Regions from separate parts of the Zea mays genome. Here regions 2 and 3 are each linked to region 1. A link is a contact called in public Hi-C data. All regions are on one chromosome and are shown on one strand. Each heading gives the region's core, a stretch centred on a gene start, on an enhancer-like site or on the middle of the called end of the contact. The rest is flanking DNA. Distances are from core to core; before and after follow the strand shown.

Region 1 (4,995 bases), core at 1,686-4,185:
TTCAACCACTGATCGCAAATTTGCTTCAAATGAATTAGCTTTAGGCTGTGAGTAGGCTAGTCATTTTTTTCAATCCCTACACAATACAAGTCCAAACTCACAAAAATTAAGGCACTAAATCTAAGACATTCCATTATATCTCACCTTGCAAGTCCCTATCAAATGCTCTCTCTATTAAGGTAATAAAACAACACACACCAAGAAATAGAATATTACTGTGAAACAAAAGGACTGTGAAATAGAATATGATCAAATTCTAAAAAGTACAGAGTAATATCCATAATGGTGAATAAGGAACGAAAGTGGCGTACTTTAGGAGCCCGTTTCCTTGTGGATGTAGGTTGTTCAACCGCAAGAGGATCAAAAAAAGGTTCTGGTTTTGGGCAACGTTCCACATAATGCGCATAGACAAGTTTGTTGAAGTTCATTCGTACTTCTTCCCTTGTTGGTAAGGGGCTGTCTGAAACATTTACAGAGCCATTAATGGGAAGGATAACGTTGAAAATGTTATGGCTAAAAGGCGAAAGTTTATGCAACAAAGAAAGCAAACATTATCATAAAAAAGAGCAAAGAATGGTCATATAACCACATCAACAAAAATACCAACCTTCTGATACTTTAAATATTGTTCGCTCCACAAGTTGCTCAAATGTTAGCCTACCATTCTGAAGTAATCCTTCGAGAAGAACTTCTGACTGTGAGTTGCAAAACATCATCAAAAAGCTAACTATGACTAAATATGTTGGGACCTAAAGTTACAACAAGTGCTTCTTTTTTACAAAGAATAAAATGAAATGAATGACAATTTCAGTGGTTCAAGTAGTGCATTGACTAAAGAGAAGTTGATGTTAAGAGTTATAACCATGTCTCTTAATTCTATTATAGTCTTATCAACTGTCACAAACCAATAATTGATACTGTAGTTAGCAAATCACAAAAGAGCATAACCAATTAAATCGAACATTTAGGATAGGCATCACAGGTTGCACTTTCTAACTCCAAGGTTAACTGATTAATTAGACCATATATGATCAATATTGGTGAACAAAATGCTTTCTAACACTTATTATAACTCACAAGTTTAGGATGCAAACAAGACACAATATCTTGAACATACTCAACCTTTACGAGTAGGGACATGTCAGGCCAGATCAGCAGGAGGGACGATGCAGCAACATTAGTTTACATAGGTTGTTAGTTAGATTGGGTTTCCATATCTAGGTTGTGATTTTTTAAATAATAATATTTTAATAGATCTAGATCATAATGTGCCCCTCAGCGTTGTCTTTGGGTGCCATCGAGCATATGCCATTCTCAAGTGTTCTGTTAAAAAAATATTCACCCTCGAAGACTCTCAATCCTCTAATACAGCACAGCCCCCTAAGCAGGCCATAACACTATAACAGGACAATGTCGAATGCAAACTACCCAGTTAGAAGTTTAGAACAGCTCCCTCTAATATGAATGTGTCAATGTTATTGACAATGTCAAGTGCAATTGTGCAAACTACCCAAGGCACCAGATCTGACTAATGGTGCACATTCTAGCTTGACCTGACAATCTTCAGTGTAGCACTAAGAAACTCCATTGGCCCATACCACTACTCTGGAACATTAAGCAAGGTGAAGATGCATCTATCAAACCACCACATCTACCTACCTTTTACTCCATACTGACTTCAGCAATTAGAGAAAAACTGTCACAACTGATTACACCAGTTTCGATTTTAGGGTCTGTTTGGATCATAGAGCTGAAGGGCAGGCTGATGCAGTGGTGAGAGTTATCTCACTGAGGCACTAGGTCGCGGGTTGGAAACAGCCTCTCTGCATTTGCGCGGAGAAGGCCTGTCTCGGTTTATCCCTTCTCTAGACCACACTCATATTGAAGCCTCCGACACTGGGTCTGCCCTTTGGATCCCTAAAAATTAGCCCATCTTGTGAAATTAGAATAAACAGGAGGTAGTTATAGCCTAATAAGGACTAATGGACTCTAACCACCAACTAGCCATCACTAGCTCTTATTAGCTCAGATTTTGCCTATGTTTAGTCTTTCTAATTGGTATCAAAAAAATATGAGCTAATTGTTGTCCCCATGTATCCAAATAGGCCCTTCAAATATAACAGCATAAACAAAATGATTGCAACCAAACTTATACAAACTACCTCAGGAATATCCACACGGACGACGGAAAGGAACTTTGAGAAGCGCAGCCGGTGCAGAACATTGTCGAAGATGGCCAGGTAGAGCGTCACTGTCCTATCGCCAGCCCCTGCAAGCCGCCCAATAGTGGCATCAAATTCTGATAGCGCACTAAATCAGATGCTATAAGCAAGGTTCGCAGAGAGGCTTGCCTCTGGGGCTTGTGTAGGCCTGAACGCAGTTGTGCTGAATGAGAATGAGGAGGGAGTTCTTCACCTGCCCGGGCGAGAGTTCGAGGCGGCGGACGATATCCTGCAACGACAGCGCGCCGTGGCGCAGAAGGCAGCCACACACTTTCTGTGGAAGAAAGGATTGGGCTGGCGAGTGTTAGGGAGAGCGTGCGAGGAACGGCGGGGAGGGGAGAAGGAGGGGATGGAAGCGGGCTTACGGATACGATAGGACCGAAATGGTCGGAGATGATGTTAACTGCGAGGAGGATGCCGTGCTGCGACACCATGGCGGCGCGCCGGCGGCGACGAGGGAGGCGCTGGGTTCGGGTGCGAGATAGCGGCGGGCGACGGTGGACAGGTGGGATGGGAAATTGATGCCAACGAGGGGAGCGTGTTGGAGGAGACGGTATGGGGCACGCAAAGGCGCGCGCGGCGGCGGCGGCGGCGGCGGGGAGGAGGAGGAAGAGGCGCGCGTGCGTTGTCGTCCGCTCTGCCACCAACTGTCCAACTGTGCGCCGGGTCGGGAGAGCGCTGGCCCGGGTGAGCGCGTTCCAAACGAGCCGAAAAAATTCACGGGGCCCATTTCCACGGTGGGTTTTAGCCAAGGGGAAATGCCCAATTTTTTCCTACCGAGAATTGGGCTCCCAAACTAGCCCTCATTTCTATAGCACGGGCTGGTTTTTGGCGCATGAGCAGAAGTGCAGAACGTTCTCAGTGCTGGCCGGTTAGGGATGTACAGTAGACAGTACCTGTCGTTTTGGCTTGTGGTAGACTGGTAGTAGATGGGATGGGACATGGTCTGTCGTTACAGGTAGCCTCATCATCAGTCCAGGTCCAGCACTCGAACTGCCATGTCAAACCAGCCCTAAACCCAAGTAGCAAACGCTCGATGAATGAACCACCACCACCACTCGAGTAAAATTAAGTTATTACTCAAATTTCTGTCTTTGCTTTTCTGATTGGTGTATTTTGTTCATTTCCGTTGGCGGTCTATGTGCTATTCAACAAAACCAAGTCCGAGACATATCAAGAGAAGTGGAAACAATAAATGTTCAACTTTTTAAGTATTGATAGCACTGTCTGCAACTTAATTTTTAGTTTTTCAAGTCCACACAGAGCTTAATGAATAATGATTGGTCAAGCTCTTTATGAGATTTTAGGAGAACTTCATGAGAATTCAGTCGAACACACATTATGTGCCACTGACCAGCATAGAGATGGTAATGGAAACCCGATCCTCGATTTCGCGGAGAATTCCTCTATTTAAAGGATGGGATAGAGAAGTTTTTCCCCACGGAAAAATAAACGGGAATCTCTTCCTCCGACGGGTAAACGAGGATGGCAACAGGAAAGCATTCCCTATCCTGTTCCACGCGGAGATCCGTTAAACTTATACGTAATGATCTTTTCATGTACTAGCTAATGATAAAAATAAATAATTATCTTATCAAAAGATTACTCATTGTATAAATGTGTTCATTTTAATATACACGTAATGATTTTTTACATCTAACAATGTGTATAAGTGACAGTGTTTATATTAATAAAAATATCTTAATTGTAATTTAAGCGGTGACAGGATCACCATCGGAAACGGGGATAGAAAAGAAATATCTTCCGCAAGCGTTTGTGAATATCTCCACGGAGAATTTGTTTAGTCACAAGGATAAAGAGCTATTCCCCAACGATAAATTCTCCATTGCCATCCCTAGTTGTACAGTACCACCTAATAATACTTCCTTGACACAAACCGTTTCTTGTACAGTAAAATGCCTGTCTACTCATCAAAGAATCTGATTATAACATGCATAAGCATAACAATACATGTACGTCGCACATTTTCGTTTTTGTGAGACAATGATACAATGTAAATAAACCTCCACAAGGGATATGATATGGTATGGTACTCGTCATCAAAACCGCAGTTGGGAAGAAGCCTTATTTCCATGGATGCTATCACCCTTCTAACATGACAAACTACAACTACGTTCGCCCAACACCGATTCTGTCCAGCCATGCCTGTGACCGATACAATCTGGATGCCTGTCTTTGCGCATGCATGCTGCAGGTGCAACCATAAACAAAATTTTCATTTGGGATGTGGTTTTGGCTTTGAGCTAGGCTCACATTATATATGGGAAAAGAAGAGACACCACTAAGGGGCGGTTCGTGCCACCGCCTGTAAATCCTCCGAAGCATCAGCAGTCTGGAAGTAATCTTGCAAGGCGAGGATCTCGATCGACTTGTTCTTCAAGCTCTTGATGGCATCGATGGAGGCCCGTGCACCGTCCACGGTCGTGGTGATCGGCACCTTGTAAGCGAGGGCAAGCCGACGAAGCTGGAGGCCGTCTTTGGAGTCGAGAGCGTCGCCCGAGCTTGTTATCACCATGATCTGTATCTGGCCATTCTTCAGCATATCTCTGGCATTTGGCCGCCCCTCATGGATTTTTAGTACCGGCTCCACCGGGACGCCCTCGAGCTGGAGCACTTTGGCTGTTCCAGACGTGGCGACGATGCTGAAGCCAAGCTCCCGGAACCCACGCCCGATCTCAGCAAGGTGCCGTTTCGTCAGATCATTCAGGCTAAGGAACACGGTGCCGCTTAGGGGGAGCTTCTGTCCCGCAGC
Region 2 (4,995 bases), core at 1,084-3,583, 190 kb after region 1:
GGAGTTAAAATGAATTAAACAAGTTTCTGGATTTATTTTTGTACTAGAAATCATTTTCCTAAATTATTTTATTCCCTTTATTCGCTGAATGGACTGGGGACACTATTCTGTGGAAGATCACGAGCCAAGCTACAATTATTCTAGCACTATCTTTGACTGTGGGCTTATAACGAGAAAGGTCGAGGGCTCTTTTGAAAGAAGTGCACGACGAAGGGGGTAAGGAGCAACCAGAGCCGTTGGATCAGAAACACATTGCCCCAATTAGAATCGAACTGGTACGCTATCTGGGACGTCCGATCAGGGATCAACAGTTAACGTTTAATGAATGGCTTACCTAATGTACCCGTCCGATCGGGTATCGGCGGTCAGGATTGGCGAGCGAAGTGTTAAAATGTGATCGGATCCTGGCCACCGGATCCGCGATCCACGGCTAACACTCTCCCCTCACCTCACCCCGAACCGGTAAGCTGTCTCTAATCTAAACCGTACATGTGAGATCGACGGTCCGCACTCCCTCTTCTCCCCTTGGTCTCCAGGCAACAGCGCCACCACAACCCACAACGCATCCCTACCGGCGATGGCCATCCCGACACCCAATGCACAATATCCGAGTACTGAGGTGCACAAAACGTAGAGGAGTTGCACGTGAATCATAGGAAAGTATCCTCACCAGCGATGGAGGTGACAACAGACCAGACCATGATGAAGAGCGGCCCGCGGTGTGACGATGATCATCGATGATAAATTCTGAGAGCTCGATGAGCCACCCGCTGATTAACCCCCTGTCGCGACACCCAGACAGCAAGACCAGCACCCGAGAGGCACGACAGGAGACTAAGGCTCCACTCCGGTGAGAATCAATGGCGGTGGCCATGAACTCACCCCGCATACCCACGATTCTTACTATGGATAGGGGCTAGACCAAGCCGAACGAGTCATAGGAGCATTCGAACGCCTTGGATCTTATAAGGACTACACGACCAACACAAACCCCACTCCGAGCCCGGCGATTTTGCGGGGAGCTGTTGCAACAACCACCGACGCCGCCGCGCGCGAAGGAGATAAGTCTGCACGCCCGGGCCCACCTGATAGCGAAACGGCCGACGCACGTATGAACCAGACCCACTGGTGCGGGGCCCCGAGTGTCAGCCAATTGCGACCAAGGTGTACGCGGTGGTCGGCTGACACCGAGGACCCACCGGTCGGTGAGTGTAGGCACGTTGGCGGAGGGGTGGCTGGGTCGCGCAGGAGTGTTGGGGCAAAAGAGGTTTGTTGGGCCCAAACCGAAGTCTTTCTTCTTTTTTTTTTCTTTTCTTTTCTATTTCTGTTTTGCAAACATTCAAACTCAAATTCTAATTCCTATTTTGATCTTTCATTTTTCAAGTGCCAAAATTTATCCTAATGTGAATATAAATCCTATTAATTTCAATATTATTATTTATTCCCATTCCATTATTTAATTCTAGACTTAAATAAATTTTCTTTTCTCATTTTCTATTTTATATTTCCATTTATGGTTTGGGATTAAATATATGTTTTCAATAGAATGTATCACTACAACATCCTTAGCAAGAGATGTACCTTTTTTATTTCTTTGTTAGCTACTTAATTAATTTAATATTATTAATTGATTATGAACAGGAAAAAGGGTCCTAATAAATTTCCCAAAGTTTTTAATAATTCTTGAAATACTATCATAAATATATTTTTCTTTATTTTATTATTTTTTTGTATCAATTTTGGGCTTTACATCAATGCATGTGGAGAGCGTGGATGGACGCGAGTGGGCAACCAATCATGCCAATACTGGATACAGAGGATCTGACTCGCTGTGTATTGAAATCAGACTATAACAACATAATAAATTTTCTACTAATTGGGTAGTTAGAGGGAGGTGCACCGAAAAATATGTGGAGAGAAAATTTTGCCTTTTTAATATTAGACATATAATATAATATAGGTATAGATTTAGAGATATTTTCGATGTTTTATTTGACAGCCTTATCAAGCATTTACTGTTTTTTTTGTGTACAAATAAAGGAGACAAAAATACATTTAAAACTACTTCAAACAGGCCAGGAAGTTAATCTGAATGGTCTCGAGAGTCCAGGGGAAGATATCTGATTCTGGAGTTTGAAAAAAAAATGAGATTACGATGGTTGATGATAGATCGTCCAGGGAGTCCAATAGCCTCAGTGCATCACAATCACCGTCCCGGCCCAATTCCCAGCACTAATCACCATCACAGACTGGGCTGCCGCCTGCCGGTGTAGCTCACGCAATGCATGACCAGGCCCAAGCCCAGCCGACAGCCGCGGGACACGGCAGTAACCGTCGCCGCAGCAACGTCTAGGCGCGGCCGCGCATCCCTCGTCCTCGTGTCTCTTTTTGTCCTTGTTCTTCTCCGTCGCCGGTGCGCTCGCCTCCTGCCTCCCTCCCCCTTTGCGAGCGATCGTGAGGGGATCGAGATGGCCTCAGCCTCACACCAATCCGAGCCCCTCGACTCCGCTGCCACCAGCGACACCGACGCCCCCTCAGGTGCGGCACTTGCCTCTGCCTCCCCCTCCCGTCCTCTCTTCATCCTCCTGGTGGCTCGGCTCTCCCAGTGTTGCTCTGCTCGTGGTGTAAATAGTGGAGGGTCAGGGCGCTGCGATCCTGCTGCCCGGTACTCCGTTTCGCTTGAAGTGCCCCATTCGCGCTCATAGTGCTGCGCCCGCGCGGCGAGAGCCCGACGTCTGTGCCCGGGGCGCTGCATCGTCGTCCTCTGCTTTTAGGGTTCTGGGAGTTCGTTTAGTGCTCGTGTACTTGTTTTTTTAGCTTATACTTTGCTATATTTTGTTGGAGCGTTTTGTGTCATGGTTTAATCTTAGGGTTTTAGGGTCGTACTGTTGGTATGCAGATGCTTTTTGATTGCGCAGCTAGTTACTTCGTGCGGGTTGCTCTAGGACGAGGATTTTTTGGGCGGGTTTGCAGGACGACTTCATGGAGTGAATGCCGATAGTTCAAGTGAAATACTTGTGTCGTGAACTGCCAATAGTTCTGTACTTTGTATGCAAATAATTTGTAGATATCCTAGTGCTTGTGCTAGTTACCTGCTGATAGGTGCTTGCTACTTTATCAGTACTTCTTTTTAGCATTGATAGGGAATTAGTTGTAGAGCTGCATTGTACCAGAAATCCTGGAATAAGAGGTTCTTATGATTTCATTCCCATGCACCTTACCCATTTACTTAATAGTTTGGCAGTGAAATTGGCTGCATCTAGCTACCTGTGTGTTTGTTGGTAGATTTTTTGATTGCTAGGATCACTTATCTTGCTCAGAACCTGGAACTGTTTTTGTCCATATAATTTCCCATTGATTTGGGGTTTGCTTGTACAGATGTGCACCGATGGACCAATTTTACTTGCTTTGTTTTGATCACTTGAGTTCTCTTGCAGATAACATCCCAGAATTACCATGCCCCCCCTGTCATATCGTTACCAAACCTGGTCAACTCCCAGTCGAGTTTCTTGAACCCTCAGCTGCCCAGAAGTTGGTAATTGGATTTGACTGTGAAGGTGTTGATCTCTGTCGCAATGGTGCTCTCTGTATTATGCAGGTGAGCAAAAGTAAACCTTAGCAGTCATGGTGTTGTATTATATGATTTTGTTTCATGATTGTGACATCGCTCTGTATGCAGCAGCCATGCATTTTTCTTATAACTGGACTAAAATGTTACTTCATTACCTTCAGCTTCAATGGCCTTCGTTTTTCCATGAATTGTGCTAGATATATACTTCGATACTTTGAATTCAAGGGTCAAACATTTATAAGTATCTTTCTGCAGACTTGCCTACTGTTTCATCTAACTTTTATATATACTTGACTTGCTCTTGAGGTTGTCCTAAAGTGTCCATCTCTCTACATCTAAGATACTGACATGACATACTTTTTGTTGGTTGTCGTTATATTGCAGCTTGCATTCCCTGACGCTGTTTACCTAGTTGATGCTATTGAGGGTGGAAAAGAACTTATTCAAGCTTGTAAGCCCGCACTTGAGTCTGATCATATCACCAAAGTTATTCATGATTGTAAAAGGGACAGCGAGGTGCCTAATTATGCATTGGGAACTTTTAGCTTGCTATGTTTTCTTTTTGTCCTTTTAGGAGATTGTAGACTTGACTAACTAGTTTAGACTTTATCACTTTTTGCAGGCTTTGTATTTTCAGTTTGGCATCAAACTGCACAATGTGATGGATACACAGGTAATCACGACATATATTTACTTGCTCATATGAACAATTTATAGTGAATTTCATAAGTAGGTTAATTTCTCTGTACTATCAATGTGTGATCATGTTCTCTTCTTTGGCACAAAGCTTTAGAACTTAGCATTATCATGAGTTAGTGACCATATACTCTGCATAAGTACTGGCACCCCTTTCTAGAGAGTTCTCTGTAGTACTAAGTAGGATACTGTGGTTATTCTTCACAAGAAAGAAAGGCTTAAACTACTATTATTGTGCGCAGATCGCTTATTCTCTGATACAAGAGCAGGAGCAGAAAGGAAAAAAGAAGACATCTGATGATTACAATTACATATCTTTTGTCAGTCTTCTTGCTGATAAACGATACTGTGGTATGTATTATACTCTGATTTGAGCTGTCTGCCATTTCATGAATGCTACCAGATTTTTTCACATATTTTCTATGGTAGATTTATTCATTGCAATTTTCACTTAATATGGTGAAACTTAGTCCTGAAGAAAAAACTAATAATTTTGTGCAGATTTTGCTTAAGCTTGACCTATTGCTTGTGCTTTATGCCCTTATGTCGTATGCAATGAAATCTATTGGAAGTGTTTGGCCATAATACTTGTCAACGCGAATTAGTAATCTGAAGGCACAGTGAACTATATGCCTTACTGCATACTCAGTGCATAAATATGATTAGGATGCTTCTATTTTGTGTGCGGATGTAACAAACCAATATGGTGTTTTATTTGGCTGTTGTAT
Region 3 (4,995 bases), core at 1,039-3,538, 130 kb after region 1:
TGAGATCAGTGCATAGATTATTTTAGACAGGTGATCTGACTTTGAATGGCACTAATGTAATCAGTGCATAGATGACTTTGAAAATGTAAGGTTCCATTCTAAATGATACCCTACAATTCTTAATATGTCCTTCAAGTAGCTCTCTCGGACCTTTTCCTTCCCGGTCAGCGCTGATGTATGCCTCAATTTCTTTTTACTATGTACAAGATAGCCCAAGAGATATAGGGAAGGAAGAATCAAAAGGAAGAGGTCATCATCCTCCTCCTCCTTCCTCCTAATGTGATCTCTATTGCTCATGTCCATAGCAAAATTAAAAATAGCATCAAGAGACAAGGAAAACTAATTACTAAAGCTAGTTAGTTTGACAATATTACTAAAACGAGCGTCTTCATCCTTCCTCCTAGGATGGAGACGCTCGTCTTCGCCGACTCTTACTGGAGAAGGGACAATATGAAAATAAATAAATTAGATTTAGTTTGACAATATTATAAATAAATTAGATTTAGTTTGAATATTACTAGAGCAGGAAAAGATGACTGCAAGATCCTGACAGGAAGGAGAACAATGGTAATCTAATTCATAAAGACATCACTAAAGTTCACTTGTACTGTGAAAAGAGCATATAAAAAGACACGAAAGGAAAGAAGGAAAAAACAAAATTAGGTTAGCGCCACGACCCTGCGGTCCAAAACCAGAGCAATCAACCGTGCAACCGGACAGAAAAAGACACGAAGCTACAGCTTCAGGCTTATTATGTTGATTCACCTTCTGTTTTTTAACAACGGAAGATGTTCAACCAAATAGTGGCAACATCCTACTGCTACGCAGAAATCCTCATCTAATATATCTCAAGCATCCAGAGAACGCTTGATTTCTGAGTTTTACTATCAGGCAAATAGAAGGTCTTTTTTCTATCTGACAAACGGACACTCAGACCGGAGCGAACAAGACGCGAGCGAAGAAGCAGGCTACGGGCGGAGCTGGAGAGGAGAGCTGGAATGGCGGCGGCCGATGACGGAGAAGTAGGCTGCGGCAGTGGAGTCGGCATGCGAGCGACTCAGCGAGGCTACGAGCGACGTTAGAGAAAAAGACTAGTAGACTGACGGGCAGAGCTGGAGAGGAGAACTAGAATGGCGGCGGCCGGCGACGGAGAAGCAGACTGCGGAAGTGGAGTCGGCATGCCAGCGATGTTAGAGAAAAAGACTAGTAGACTACGACAAGGTATGGCGAGAGCCATAGCAGGTCATACCGGCGCTCCGCCGCAGCTATCCAACCCGCCGGAAGGTCCCATGCAGACTCGTCGCCAAGACAGTGCTGTCCCGAGACATCCGCCTGTTCTGCTGTGCGCTGCCATCGCTCGGCCTCCCCGTCGGCAAGCACATCTTCATGTATGGCCGGATCTGCCCACTTCTGTCTCCTGGTGAAGGTACCAAACGGATCTACCCACTTCGACCTCTCTGAAGCAACAAAGACAGGGAGAGAGAGGTGGAGAGTAGATCTATCCAACCGAAGAGAAGCTTGCCGGAGTAGAGCTTGCCAGTGTCTCGCTTGCGCCGCCGCCGTCGCTCGCTCACTCGCTTCCAGGGTTTTTTCCAGACCATACGACTCCTGGATCCGATCCAGAACCTCCTCAAGTCAAAAAAAAAATCCAAACCCATAGGCTAGAATTCTAATGGGCTTAAACGAACACGAAAAAAAATAGGATCCTGGATTTTTATTAGACCTGGATTTTAATCTGGATTGGTTCCTATTCCAGACTCAAACTGGTCTAGTTAGGCACAACCGAATGAGGCCTTATTAGAAACAACCCGTGACTCCCGGCACCTCGGCAACCCAAGTACCCAACGATATCTGTGACTAGCCATCCGCGTCAGCTGGCCAACGCCGACCACCACGACACGAACCAACTGATGGATTCTTTTCCGCGTAACGATCAATTAATCAGCCGCCCCCTAATTCGTTCGCACCGCGTGTGTGTTTAAAACCTACCAGAAGAGTGATGCCACCGGCAACGGTTTGTCGTGCGTACACCTACTGACCTACACCAAACAGCATACACCCCGGCCTACTGACTTTTCTTCTGTCTAGAATTCGTCAACGAGGACTTGGGTTGGGTTTTGGGTCCTTAATTTGAAAACACAAAACAGTGGCAAAACCGCGCGCTTGGATTGGATGGATACAGAATTACAGATACAGTACGAGTCGCTCTCTCCGTTCCCCGTCCAAACCAATCGAGCACGTACATATATTCACAACCACCGCAGCTCCCACCTCCATTTCTCCTCCCACTCCCAACCAAACCGTCGCTAACTATCACTAGTCGCCGTGTGGTGGTCGTCGTCATATCCCTCGCCTCTGCCTCGACCGCCCGATCGCCCATAGCCTGCTGGCCTGCTCTGCTAGCCATGGACCGGTCCAAGTCGTACGCGGGCGGGCGCATGCAGATCGAGCCGTACTACGGCGGCGGCGGCGGCGGAGGAGGAGGCGCGCGGGCGGACTTCCGGTCCTACTCCTACAGCGCCGGCGGGACGGGGCCGTCGTCCTACTCGTACAACCAGTACGAGTACGGAGGCCCGGGGGCGGGTGAGGAGGAGGTGAAGCGGAGCAAGTCGAAGCGGCGGTGGCTGGCGGACCCGGACATGGACCGCAAGCGCCGCGTGGCGGCGTACAAGGCGTACGGCGTGGAGGGCAGGGTGAAGGGCTCCCTCCGCAAGAGCTTCAGGTGGGTCAAGGACCGCTACCTCGACCTCGTCTACGGTTGGTCCTGATCCTCAGAGCACGCACACCACCGCTCTCCATGGTTGTTGTTTGGCTCTCGTAGATGTTGTTCATCCTTCCTGGTGATGTGAAACCAACCAGTACAGTGTATGTATTCATGAGATGTGTGACTCAAGAGGTTGTTTCAGACCAAATTGGTACAGATAAATTCATCGTTCAGGTGATCAATGAGCGTACGTGGTTGCTATTGTCAGTCCTTCCTTTTTTTCTTAGTTTTTTTTTGTGGTCAATTATTGCGCGCTGATGCGATTAGCTTGCGTGCGTGGAAAGGGAGATGGAAGCTTTGTCTTCCCATGGATCCATTGGTTGGCGCGATGACATAAAAAAGAGCGAGCGTGCTTCTCTGTTTTTGACGATCTCTTTCCGTGCAGCAGTATAATGGCTACTAATACCACGTATGTTATGTACAGCCTTGTTAACTAGTAGTAATGCGTATGGTTTTCATTTTTTTTCATCTTAATTTCTCTTCTTTGTGTTCCTATGTCCACAAGCTGCTAAACACGCAATGATCGACCTTAGGCAAAAAAAAATTTGGGAAGGGGGCACAAGATTGACATGTACTATCACCGTTCTCGAATATTTATTGTTCTAGTTTATTTTTGAACTAATCCGCGATAAATAAAAATGAATAGATGGAGTAAATTATAGTGGTTCGGAAGTCCCACTCTACATTTCTTTTCTGATTATCCAAATTAAGGAGCATAACTATGTCGGTACTTTACTGTTTACATATAGTGAAGCTTAAAATATAATAGGAGAATGAATAAGTTGTCATAGATTGCATTAAGTCCAAGGAAGCGCTCAGTCCCTCTCACAATCGTCCGCTAGATAGCATTTAGGAAGCCTCCATCACAGCTATATGCTAGGAGCTGCGACGAATGGGCTTCCGCTTGGTCATTAGTCTGGTTTCAACGATGGGCGAAACCGTTCACATAGAAGCAATGATTACAAGTGATCCGACTAATCACGATTAGTCGGTCTAGTCGATTTTAGTGGAGCGACCAGTGTATTCGACCCGATTAGGTCGACTAATCGTCCAGTCGTCCGATTAGTCGTCGACCAAGAGCGATTAATCATCCAGTTAAAGTGTGGACAACTAGATAGGTTTAGTTGGCTGACGGCTGGCCTATTTTTGCTTTGGGCTAGACGTCTAGAATTAAGGCCCAATTAGTGTAACCCTTAGGGTTTTAGCTAAATAGGGCTATCGGTTGCTTGCTCCAATTATCTACTCTACTGTTCCGGCGGCGGGTGCTTAGCTAAATAGGATGGTTCAATCCATGGTTGTAATTCTATAGACCATGTAGGTAAGGGTGGTAATGAATCATGATCCAAATATTTCTTCATAATTTGTTTGAGCCCTTAATTGATTTTTAGTTTACATTTGAATAGAAATAGAGCTCGATCCTAATCCGATTTGATCTAGGTTTTATAGTGTAACGTTTAGAGCCCATTACCGCCTTGCCTATAGGACACTCGTTAGAAACCATGTTTTTGTATGGTTAATTTTTTTCTATCTTAGTTATAATAGCATGTGAATCTTTTGTGTATTCATAAAAAGTAAGAATAGTAACAAGGCCTCAATTCCTTTTCTCTTTCTCCTTTTGAACTTAGTTAGGCCTCAACCACAATAAACTACAACAGATTTAAAACCTCGATTTTTTCTATGGCATATTTTGGCAAGAAACATAATAGTAAGTACAAGAGCTTGTTGAGATAGTAGAGGTTTTATTGGGACAAAAATCTGACACCACAACCATCTACTATGATCCTCGTATCTATAGTGAGTAGTAATGACAGTGCAACCGTTTGCTATCGATGAGATGGTCTGATGACGATTGAAGCAACATTGTCATGGTTCCACAAATCTCGAGAGATCCACAAACACAACAATTGATCCAATGACCAGTTTAACCACGTTGGTAAACACAAAACATATCATTGTTCCTGGTCTTGCTGCACCTAGAGCCTAGAGGCTGGAGCTCACGTGCCTCAACCTGACGAACCTGTCTTACCTCACCATTGACATGAGTTTCATGAAGTCCTTCCTTGCTATCATGACCAACAACCTACGCTATGTCTCAATCGTCGACACCTTATCCATGCTTGTTCCAACATTTTATAGTCACCCATGAATCCTTGAATTATTAGGTGGAATGGACTATCAAAAAAATTCTTTTTATTATCATAGTCAACGCATGGACAACACATAGATGTCTT

The links. A called contact is a pair of places that touch in the nucleus more often than the background predicts.
Region 2: a Hi-C map of tassel shows a contact between it and region 1, with 5 times the contacts expected there. The contact joins the promoter of LOC100276743 here to the promoter of LOC103651514 in region 1. A contact is called at or near these places in 9 of 25 Hi-C or Micro-C datasets (bundle sheath, ear, endosperm and 4 more).
Region 3: a contact with region 1 is called in a Hi-C map of leaf, with 5 times the contacts expected there. The contact joins the promoter of LOC100276175 here to the promoter of LOC103651514 in region 1. A contact is called at or near these places in 8 of 25 Hi-C or Micro-C datasets (ear, endosperm, leaf and 3 more).

What each region holds. Positions count from the first base shown.
Region 1 is chr3:224,926,944-224,931,938 of Zm-B73-REFERENCE-NAM-5.0, reverse strand. LOC103651514 reads right to left here and starts at 2,935. Exons shown (of 16, transcript XM_008677156.2): 1 at 2,588-2,935; 2 at 2,352-2,496; 3 at 2,163-2,269; 4 at 608-695; 5 at 312-460. The coding sequence starts at 2,656. LOC103651512 (carbamoyl-phosphate synthase large chain, chloroplastic) reads right to left here. Exons shown (of 3, transcript XM_008677154.4): 3 at 4,132-4,995. The coding sequence ends at 4,525.
Region 2 is chr3:224,737,642-224,742,636 of Zm-B73-REFERENCE-NAM-5.0, reverse strand. It overlaps LOC100276743 (3'-5' exonuclease domain-containing protein / K homology domain-containing protein / KH domain-containing protein), which reads left to right and starts at 2,333. Exons shown (of 10, transcript NM_001150459.2): 1 at 2,333-2,538; 2 at 3,438-3,598; 3 at 3,956-4,087; 4 at 4,194-4,244; 5 at 4,510-4,618. The coding sequence starts at 2,469.
Region 3 is chr3:224,793,566-224,798,560 of Zm-B73-REFERENCE-NAM-5.0, reverse strand. LOC100276175 reads left to right here and starts at 2,288. Exons shown (of 1, transcript NM_001150025.2): 1 at 2,288-2,912. The coding sequence starts at 2,406. The coding sequence ends at 2,768.